2 separate regions of the Sus scrofa genome follow, and region 2 is linked to region 1. The links are chromatin contacts, called in public Hi-C maps. All regions are on one chromosome and are shown on one strand. The core of a region is the stretch at or near the end of the contact, and the rest is flanking DNA. Distances in the headings are between cores, read along the strand shown.

Evidence for each region. Hi-C and Micro-C count contacts between places; a contact is called where the count stands out from the background.
Region 2: a contact with region 1 is called in a Hi-C map of subcutaneous adipose tissue, with 2.6 times the contacts expected there. The contact joins the promoter of RPS6 here to the enhancer-like site in region 1. A contact is called at or near these places in 1 of 5 promoter capture datasets (liver), 11 of 47 Hi-C or Micro-C datasets (alveolar macrophages, embryonic fibroblasts, fetal skeletal muscle and 6 more) and 1 of 2 datasets of contacts at active chromatin or transcription factors (skeletal muscle).

The regions. Positions count from the first base shown.
Region 1 is chr1:203,391,269-203,395,757 of Sscrofa11.1, reverse strand. ACER2 (alkaline ceramidase 2) reads left to right here. Exons shown (of 7, transcript XM_001926911.5): 5 at 2,983-3,120. Among named protein-coding and RNA genes, the nearest start is that of ACER2, 22 kb to the left of the region's middle. Within about 2 kb of position 2,402, at least 8 of the 83 cell types and tissues checked have an H3K27ac peak or open chromatin away from gene starts, as enhancers often do. A contact at or near this core is called in retroperitoneal adipose tissue, skeletal muscle and subcutaneous adipose tissue, where this site is marked.
Region 2 is chr1:203,442,696-203,447,399 of Sscrofa11.1, reverse strand. It overlaps RPS6 (40S ribosomal protein S6), which reads right to left and starts at 3,040. Exons shown (of 6, transcript XM_003121890.4): 1 at 2,906-3,040; 2 at 2,254-2,385; 3 at 1,541-1,751; 4 at 1,213-1,359; 5 at 1-156. The coding sequence starts at 2,911.

The sequences.
Region 1 (4,489 bases), core at 1,153-3,652:
ATTGTAATCCTCTTTGAAAATGCTTCTTTTTCTCTGTCTCCACTTTTAGAAATCCATTTTAATTCATGACTCATTGTCTTGGACATATGGATGGTTTTAAGTGAAGTCTTAAATTTATCTCCCTTTGTGGGAGTTTCTCTGTGTAATGTGTTATCAGCTTTCTCTCGGTCTTTGTTTTGAGTGGAGTTGTGTTATGTATTTCCTTCCATTGCTTTGCTCTGGGTTTTTTTTTTTTTTTTTTTTTTTTTTTTGCTTGTCAGCAATACCAGGCAGGGTCAAGGGTGGTTGAAGAGGTATTTAAACTTGCTGGCTGGCAGTGGAAAGACTCTCTTGTCCTATTGGCTTTGAGTAGCCTTCAAGGACTGAGGAAGCAAGAGACCCATTTCAGAACACTAACAGATCTGGGAGCGCTTTGGGAAAGCCATTAAATTGCCCACAGGGACTCTCACCTCTCTGCTTGTTCCCTCTTTACTCCCCACTAAAGGTCCCACCTCCTTCCTGGCTTTAATTCCGATACATAGGCGGACGGCTCCCAGACTCCTGTCTCCAACCCAGTCCCCTTCCTTTTACTCCTCCACTGTGTATCTAGCTGCCTGCCTGCCTGACTGTCCCAACTCTATGTGCCATCCCCTCTGTGACCAGCTGTCTGACATCCCGCCTCTCTTTGACATGTGCACCGCACCTGCAGCTGTCTGGGCTGGTGTGGCCCCGAAGCCACAAAATGAGTGTGCATAGCTCCTCTTATACCAGGCTCATGGTCTATGCATTTGTTGATACTTGTTTTTGTCAGTTTTCATGTTACCTTGTAAAATGGCAGGGCCAGAGACCTGCTTATTTTGCCTTTCACTGTGCCTAGTATGGATTCTGAAAATTTGGTACCCAGTCAGTAATGGTTACTGTTTTTTTCTTTTAACGTTCTGCTCGGGTCACTAGTTTGCAATTAAAATCATCCTTTCTTTCCTTATTTCTTATTTTGTCTATTCTTTCAGCAAGTTTTTTTTTTTTTTTTTTTTAAATAGTGCCCATTTCTGGACCAGGCACTGTTGTTAGACACTAGATATACATTGGTAAAAGAGTAGGTATAGTCCCTGCTCCCGTGGGTCTCACAGTTTAGTTGGATACTAGATACTGAACAAATAATTACACAGACAGATGCACAATTAGTTTGTGATGAGCATTTTGAAGGAAAATAGCAGGGCACCAGGAGGGAATGATGGGAGGTTAGATGGTGCTGGGGGCTGTCTTAGAAAATCTGCTGTAGAAAATGCCCCCAGACCCACAGAGGCAGAGAAAGATGGGTGGAGTGAGGAGACAGGGCTCTGGGAGAGGGGAATAGGGTCCGAAGGTGAGCCATTCAGAGTAAAGCAATGCTGAAGACAGAGGGGAAAGTGGAAATTGTTCATCTTTTTGTTTTCTTCTCTAAACTGGAAAGTAGTCACTATATATATTCTGGGTCTCTATTATTTCTTTCAAAAAATATTCAGGGGTGCATTTAGCCCTTCCCTTCACAGGGTCTTTCAGTTTCTTTTCTGAGGTCTTTTTGAGCCTGCTGTCCATCCTGTTTTCATCAATGCTTTTGCTGATGTTTCTGTCAGGCAGCTAGGAAAGGTACCAGCAAGTCAGACATTTGGCACCGTTTATCTCTTCAACACATATGACTAAACATGACCCTTCTTGGGAGCAGATGTTATGTTGGCCACTGACTGAGAGTGAGCAGGCTTGACTGATGAGGGGTGGTAAAGACACCCCAAGGGAGGCTTTAGAAGGACCCTCAGACACCAACTGCCTCTGGGCATTTCCTCCTAGGAATAGAAGTCACGCACTTTGTGAGCAGTTTGGTAATGAGAGAGAAAACGGCAGTTGAAATTTCCTTTGAGCTGTTGGGCTTTGTTCCAGAAAACATTTTGTCCCAGTGTAAGAGCTCATGCCGTCACTCAGGAATATTCTGTTATCCTGGCACCATTCCAGGGACTGGAGATGCAGCAGGGAGCAGCTTCTCTGCTGGTGGGGAAGACAGGCCATGAATATATAAGTAAAACATGGAGGATGGTGGAGGGGCTGTAATTGCTACAGAGAAAACTAGAGAAGGGAAGAAGGTGACAAAGAGGGTTTCTTAGCGGGTGTGGACACGTGCTGTGATTGTTAGAAACAATGGTCAGCAAAGGGCTCACTGAGTAACATTTGAGCCAAGACTTGGAGGAGGGAAGCCACGTGGACATGTGGGAACAGCATTCCAGGTGGCAGGAACAGCAAATGCTAGGGCCTGGAGGAATGTACTGGGGGGTTTTGAGGAATGGCTAAGTTCCCAGCGAGGTGTGGGGTGCTTTGATGTATAGGGGCAGTGAGGGCCAGAGTATGGAGGAGTGGGGTGGAGGGCAGAGGAGAAGCCAGCACGTTAGGGCCTTGTGGCGGCTGTGAGCACTTTGGCTTTCCCTCTGGGACATGGGAAGTTGTGGGAGGCTTTGGGGCAGTGTTGAGAGGTGACCGGGGCAGGGCCAGACAGGCAGGCAGGAGATGATGCTGGCTTGGACAGGTGGAGGTGATGGGAAGAGGTTGGATTTTGGAGATATATTGAAGAATTGATGGGTTGGATGTGAGGTACATGAGTCCAGGATTCTTAGCCTGAGCGCCTAAAAGTATGAGGTGGCCTCTTCCTATGAGGGCTGGGGAAGAACAGGTTCTGGGCAGAAGGAAGGGTTAGGAGTTCAATGTGGGCAAGTTTGGATCAACATTGGACATCAGGTGGACGAGTCAAGATGTGACAAGGGCTGTGTTAGTCTGGAGGTGGGGAGAGCCTAGGTGAGGAGTGTGGCTTTGTGAGCCACTGCGATACACACGGTATTCACATCCACGAGCTTGTGTGTTGGGGTGGGAACAGCCAGTGCCAGGGGCTGGGGAGGTGGGAAGAAGCAGAGAGGATGCGGCCAGTGAGGTCAGAGGAAACCAGAACTGATGGGGGCTGTTCTCTGCCTCCCCCGGCAGGTGCGACAACGTGCGTGTTTTTAAGCTGGGCCTCTTCTCGGGCCTCTGGTGGACCCTGGCCCTCTTCTGCTGGATCAGTGACCGGGCCTTCTGTGAGCTGCTATCTGCCTTCCACTTCCCCTACCTGCACTGCGTGTGGTGAGCCACGCTTCCAGAGGGGGGCGGGTGGCGAGGCAGGGTCTACACTTGCTATCAGCTTCATTCTCCCTGAAGGGCGCACAGGTGTGCACAGGGAACAGAGCAGAGCCTGGGTGCCGCCCCCACCCTCCATAGATAGATGGTCAGGCATTTCAGAAGCAACACCAAGTTTGGAGTGGAAGCGACTCCAGGGAGTGGGCTTAGCCAGAACAAAAAAGACCTCATTGTCTATGCTTCACGCCTGCCTTCTCTTACCTCTAGCTCCATTATTAAGGCAGAGAGGAGCTTGAAAATCAAATCCATAACCTGAGCTCTAGCCAGGTCTCCAGGGTTGGGGAAGGTGGAGAAAGCCTGGGACAGATGTTACATGGGGACAGGGAAGTCCTGCATAGGAACCAAGGGTGCCTTTTGGGCCCAAGCAGGTGAAGGCGTGGGTCTCACAGCAGGTCACCTGGGTACCGTCTCACTCATTCAATTGACAAGTGAAGAGAGAAGCCCAGACAAGTGACCTGTTCAGAATCGCCCATCTGGTTATAGAAAACCGGCCTGGAGCTCAGTAATAGGAACTGGAGCATCAGTAGTTTAGAAGGTCAGGATACACACTGTTAAGAAGAAGGTTACATGCAGAATCCTCACGTCAGAGAACCAAATTGATTGGTTTTTTCCTGGAAACTGCTTCGGCTCCAAACCCAGAGTCGTCTCTCCCTGCCCTCTAGGACTTCTGATTGCAACAGATAGCAAGGAACCAGAGACATCTGTCTTTGGATATCCCCTGTAAATTGAGGGCTCCCAGGGAGGAATTCTAGTGGTAAAGAGTTGGAAAAACTGTTCGGTCCAGATTCAGAAGAAGCTTGACTTCTATCAGGAGATGCCTAAAACTATTTGGTTTGAAAGAATTTGCTTCAATTTCCCTGGATGTTTGAACTTATGTATTATCTACCCTAAGGTCCAAGCTGCTCTCCCTTTAAGAATAGATTTTCCGAGTTGTTTGCAGAAGGCAAGAGAAAGTGAAACAGTATGCATGGGGGACTCCAGTCTTAGGTTCAACCTTGACTCACTTTAGTGAATTTATACTCACTTTATACATTTGGGTTATAATTTACAGACAATAAAATGCGCGGATTTTAAGCCTATACTTTGACAATTTTTTTTTTTAAATCTTTTTGTCTTTTCAGAGTTGCACCCGTGGCATATGGAGGTTCCTAGGCTAGGGGTCCAATTGGAGCTGTAGCCTCTGGCCTACACCAGAGCCACTGCAACACGGGATCTGAGCCGCATCTGCTTCCTAAATCACAGCTCACAGATCCTTACCCACTGAGTGAGGCCAGCTATTGAACCTGCCATCTCACGGTTCCTAGTTGGATTCATT
Region 2 (4,704 bases), core at 1,791-4,290, 51 kb before region 1:
TCATTCTCTTGGCCAAAAGTTTAGCATATTCTGCAGCCTCTTCCTTATTTTTCTTGGTACGTTGTTTCTTCAGAGCAATACGGCGACGTTTGTGTTGCAGAACACGTGGAGTAACAAGACGCTGAATCTTGGGTGCTTTGGTCCTAGGTTTCTTTCCTGAAAATTGACAGTGATTCAATCACTTCAATACTTTGTCAAGAGAACCCATATTTACATTTTTAAAACATTAGAAACAAAGGCAAAACTTAATTTAGTAGTTCCTATGAAAACTTACTTTTATGAAACCCACTGGTGACTAGGTACTAGTGTTTTCCTAATTAACATGTTTAATCCTCCTAAGACAACTCAAACCATAGCAGTAATTAGGAGTCAGGTTCAAAATCATGTAAATTTCCATTATTTTGCTCAAGAGTAAAGTCATACCAATACTTTTTTCCTACTATGAATTCCTCCCCACAATTAGATTATCTTGGTAGAGTATTTTATATCTCTGTACCATTTAAGACACAGGAGCATTATTTTAAAACAATATTAACTGTACACATTTAACACATCTGTGAAAACTAAGTACATGAAGTGTTATGTGCAGCACTATCCCACCATGCTTTGAAGCCCCAACTGGTGGTCAAATCTCTATTTTCCAAAGACAGAGTTTGTTGGTCTGGGCAGCGAAACTATTACCATTAGAAAATCCTCATCTAGCCTGTCTGATTTATAACCCCAAATAATCTGACTGAAGACCAAATGCTCAATTATTCAGGTTCTGCTAAAAGTTAACTAAAGCAACTTCAACTGATGTAAGTCATGAGCCATGTATTTTTTATAAAAAAAAAAAAAAAAGAACCACTGACATGCAAAGAAAACCAAAGTGTGGAGCAAGAGCACATCAACCATGCTCCAAGAAATTTCTACCATTCTTTCAACTCCTAACCCCAAAACAATGAACTTTAAAATGTCTGATAAAAGTATCTTTGAACAAACTTATACATCAATGACTCAAGGGCAATTTCCAAGAAATATTCTAACACTCTATAGAGGGCAGGAGATAAAAGGAGTAATACCAACTGCGTATCCTGTCTTTCTCCCTATTTTCCTAAAGCTCAGATTCTAGGTCAAGAGTAGGTACAGATTTTTATTTTCTAACAATCACACAAAACGCTATGACAACTCACTGAAATTAAGCAAACCCTAAACCACATAATCTCCCATTACCTTCTTTGTTTAGGGGCTTTCTCACTACATACTGACGGACATCGTCTTCCTTAGAGAGATTGAAAAGTTTGCGGATCCTGCTAGCTCTTTTAGGCCCCAGGCGGCGAGGCACAGTGGTATCGGTGAGTCCAGGAATATCCTTCTCCCCTTAACGAGAAAAGTGATGAAAGTTTAGTTCAACAACTCCTTTACAAACAAGTAACCGAGATTGTTCAGGCATTGCTAAAAGAAGCCCACTGGTCAAACTGTGGATACTACAAATGAAAAAAAATCGGACAATCAGCTTTAAATTAGTGTCAATGAAAATTATCTCAAGAACAAGTCTCACCTTTTTTTACGATGACCAAATTGAGAACACTTAGATTGGCATCCACAATGCAACCCCGAACTGATTTGCGCTTTCTTTCTCCAGTCCTCCTTGGTCTGTAACAGGAATGCCCCTTACTCAGTAGCAGGCGGACTCGGCCATGGGTCAAGACACCCTGCTTCATGGGGAATCCTTGTTTGTCGTTCCCACCACTGATTCGGACCACATAACCCTGCAAAAGAATACAGCAACACATTACAGGACAAAGGATTGTGGCTTCTTTGAAGTACACCTTCAATTTTACAAGTACAGTTCATTAACACCAATTTCAAACTTAATCTTTTGCTCTGGTCACTAAATTTTGGCTATACTTCCAATTTGCCAAGTTCAGTTAACAAATTCCTTTCAATCAGGTCGTATTTTTAACCTGTGCTTTACCAGAACAGCTCCTGGGGACAAAAGATGTTAAAAAAAACAAAGTACCAAAGAGCAATAAATCAGGAAACAACCCTTCTTGGCACTTTCGAGGATACCCTTTGGAGAACATTAGTTCGTAGAGCAAGAACTGTATTTTTTAATTTGACCTACGTAACCCCTCCAAATGACAGCTCCACCTTGTAAAAGTGACATTTGGAACCATCTCAAGATCAGAAGACAGAACCCTACTGCGTTTACCAATTACCATTCTTTCTCTTAAATAGCTCTAACAATTCAATTCAGCAGTTAACTTTTACCTTCCATTCTTCACCCAGAGCGTCAGCAGCAACTTCTGTGGCCATGCGTTTCTCATAAAATGTACGAAGTTTTCGCTCATCGTCCACTTCAATGAGTTTTTGGCAGCCAGTGGCCGGGAAAGAGATGTTCAACTAATTATGAACGAGAGGAAAGGAACTTCATGAAAATCGCAGAACCGATACAAAAAGCATTTCATGTCACCCCTACAAAAACTGCAGAAAGGTTTCTCACCAATTTTACTCACTAAAGCACGTGTGTGCATAATCACCGTAACACCGTACTAAAAACAGGACACATTTTTTAGGCCTAGCGAAAAGAAGCCCGGGGGAAAGCGGCTCCGCAGCCGTTCGCTCTCTCAGAGCAAGGAGGCCGACCTACACGCCGCCAATAGGGCAGCAGCGCCGTCTCTATCCTGGCTTGGCGGCAGGACGCCACCATGGCGCTCCTCGAGCCCGGCACAGCTCCAGCTGCAATCGCTCGCCATCCGCTCTCCCAAAGAGCTCCAGCACCAGAAAAGCGATCCTTCTCCTTCCTCAGACCCTTCTCTATCTAGACCCAGAATTTTGAAGAGCTAAGACTCCGGCAACGTTGTGTCCGGGAGTTCGACCCACGTTCTTCAAGCCTGGCCCAACACTCTTCAGCAGTTTCTACCTTCATCCTCAAGCGGCCGACCGCCTCCGAGGCGCCACGAAAAAGAGATCCAACTTCCGCTTAGCCCAGGTCACATAGGCGCTTCCAGTTCTCGCGAGATGGTCGAACGCTTGGGATAGCGGAAGTGAGCGTGAGTGGGCGGTACTTCTGGGTGGGGGCTAAAGAGCGATTGGAAGATAAACTCCGCGGGCCGCTCTAGTGAGGCTTCCGGGTTTAGTTCTGAAGGTTAGAATCTCCATCACCTCTACTTTGCAGTGTTCTCCTCCCGTGGAGGGGAGACCTGCTCCGTCCCAGGCACTGCTTCTGATGATACCAAAGGAGAGCAGGATCTGGGCTCTCCTGGACCTCAGCCTCCTTCGGAAGATTTCCTCTTTAGGAGTGTTCCCTGCCCTGGTGCCGGCTGTTTAGAACAAGACGCTTTGAACGCTGCCATTTGTATTTTCCTTAAGCACTCGATCATCCGCTAATCCTCTAACCGCTCTGCAGTTATCGTTCTAGCACAGCAGATGCACTCTGCCACCCCGTCGCGCAAGCGGGTAACCTTAATTACCAAGTCCTGGTGCCTCTACATAAAGCATGAAGTCTCCCTGCTGTCTTGCTTCTGCGATCCTTTTAAAACGCAAAATTCTTTCACTCCCTTGCTAGCAATGCACCGTTTTCCGCTGCAGTGCTTTTCAAATTTCTTAACCTGACTTCACAGAAAATTTCCGCAGTCCCAAACTCACCTGTCGCTATTCCTTAATGCCCTACCAGTCTTTAAGATTAGATGTCTTTCCTAAGAGAAGCCTTTCCTAATCTCAAAACCAGAAATTGTATTCTCTAGTATAGCACTAGTTCCCTTTACAGTACTGTGTACTCATGATATATAAATGGTTTGCTTATGGTCTCTTTCGCCTCCTAGATGGTAAATTAGCCCAGGCTCATGACTTACCTTCACTGTGGTATACTCAGGAGGCGCCAAAGTGCATGGCATATAATAAGTAAGGCTCAGTAAATATGTGTTAAATGATCATAACCCTAGCTGTGATATGCATTAGTCTAGCAGAGTGTGATAGTATGGAGCCGACCAGCAGAGGGAGAATAAGTGTATTAGAGTAAATCTTGAATCAGTAATGATACAACTCTTAATAGAAGACAGATGTGGGAAAGACACAGTGCATTTGATAGTCCTCCAGAACATTCCTGGGAGAATGAGAACCCAGATCTAACGTCTATCTAACAGTACCCTGAAGGAACATTTATTATCTATTACATATTTACTTCATATTTTTCTTTTTTTTTTTTTTTTTTTTTGGTCTTTTTGCCATTTCTTGGGCCGCTCCCGCGGCATATGGAAGTTCCCAGGCTAGGGGTCTAATCGGAGCTGAAGCCGCTGGCCTACACCAGGGCCACAGCAATGCTGGATCCGAGCCGCGTCTGCGACCTACACCACAGCTCATGGCAGCGCCAGATCGTTAACCCACTGAGCAAGGGCAGGGATCGAACCCGCAACCTCATGGTTCCTAGTCGGATTCGTTAACCACTGTTGTTTTTTTTTTTTGGGGGGGGGGTCTTTTTGCCATTTCTTGGGCCACTCCCGCGGCATATGGAATTTCCCAGGCTAGGGGTATATTTTTCTTAAAAGACCTCTTGCATTCAAAATAAAAATATTTTCTTTCCAAGATTACATCCCATCTCTCAGATTTTATCAACTCATCTGTCAATGAACATTTGGGTTTTTCCTACCTCTCGGCTTTTGTGAATACTGCTGGTATTAACGTTAAGTGTGCATATATCTCTTCGAGACCTTGCTTTCAGTT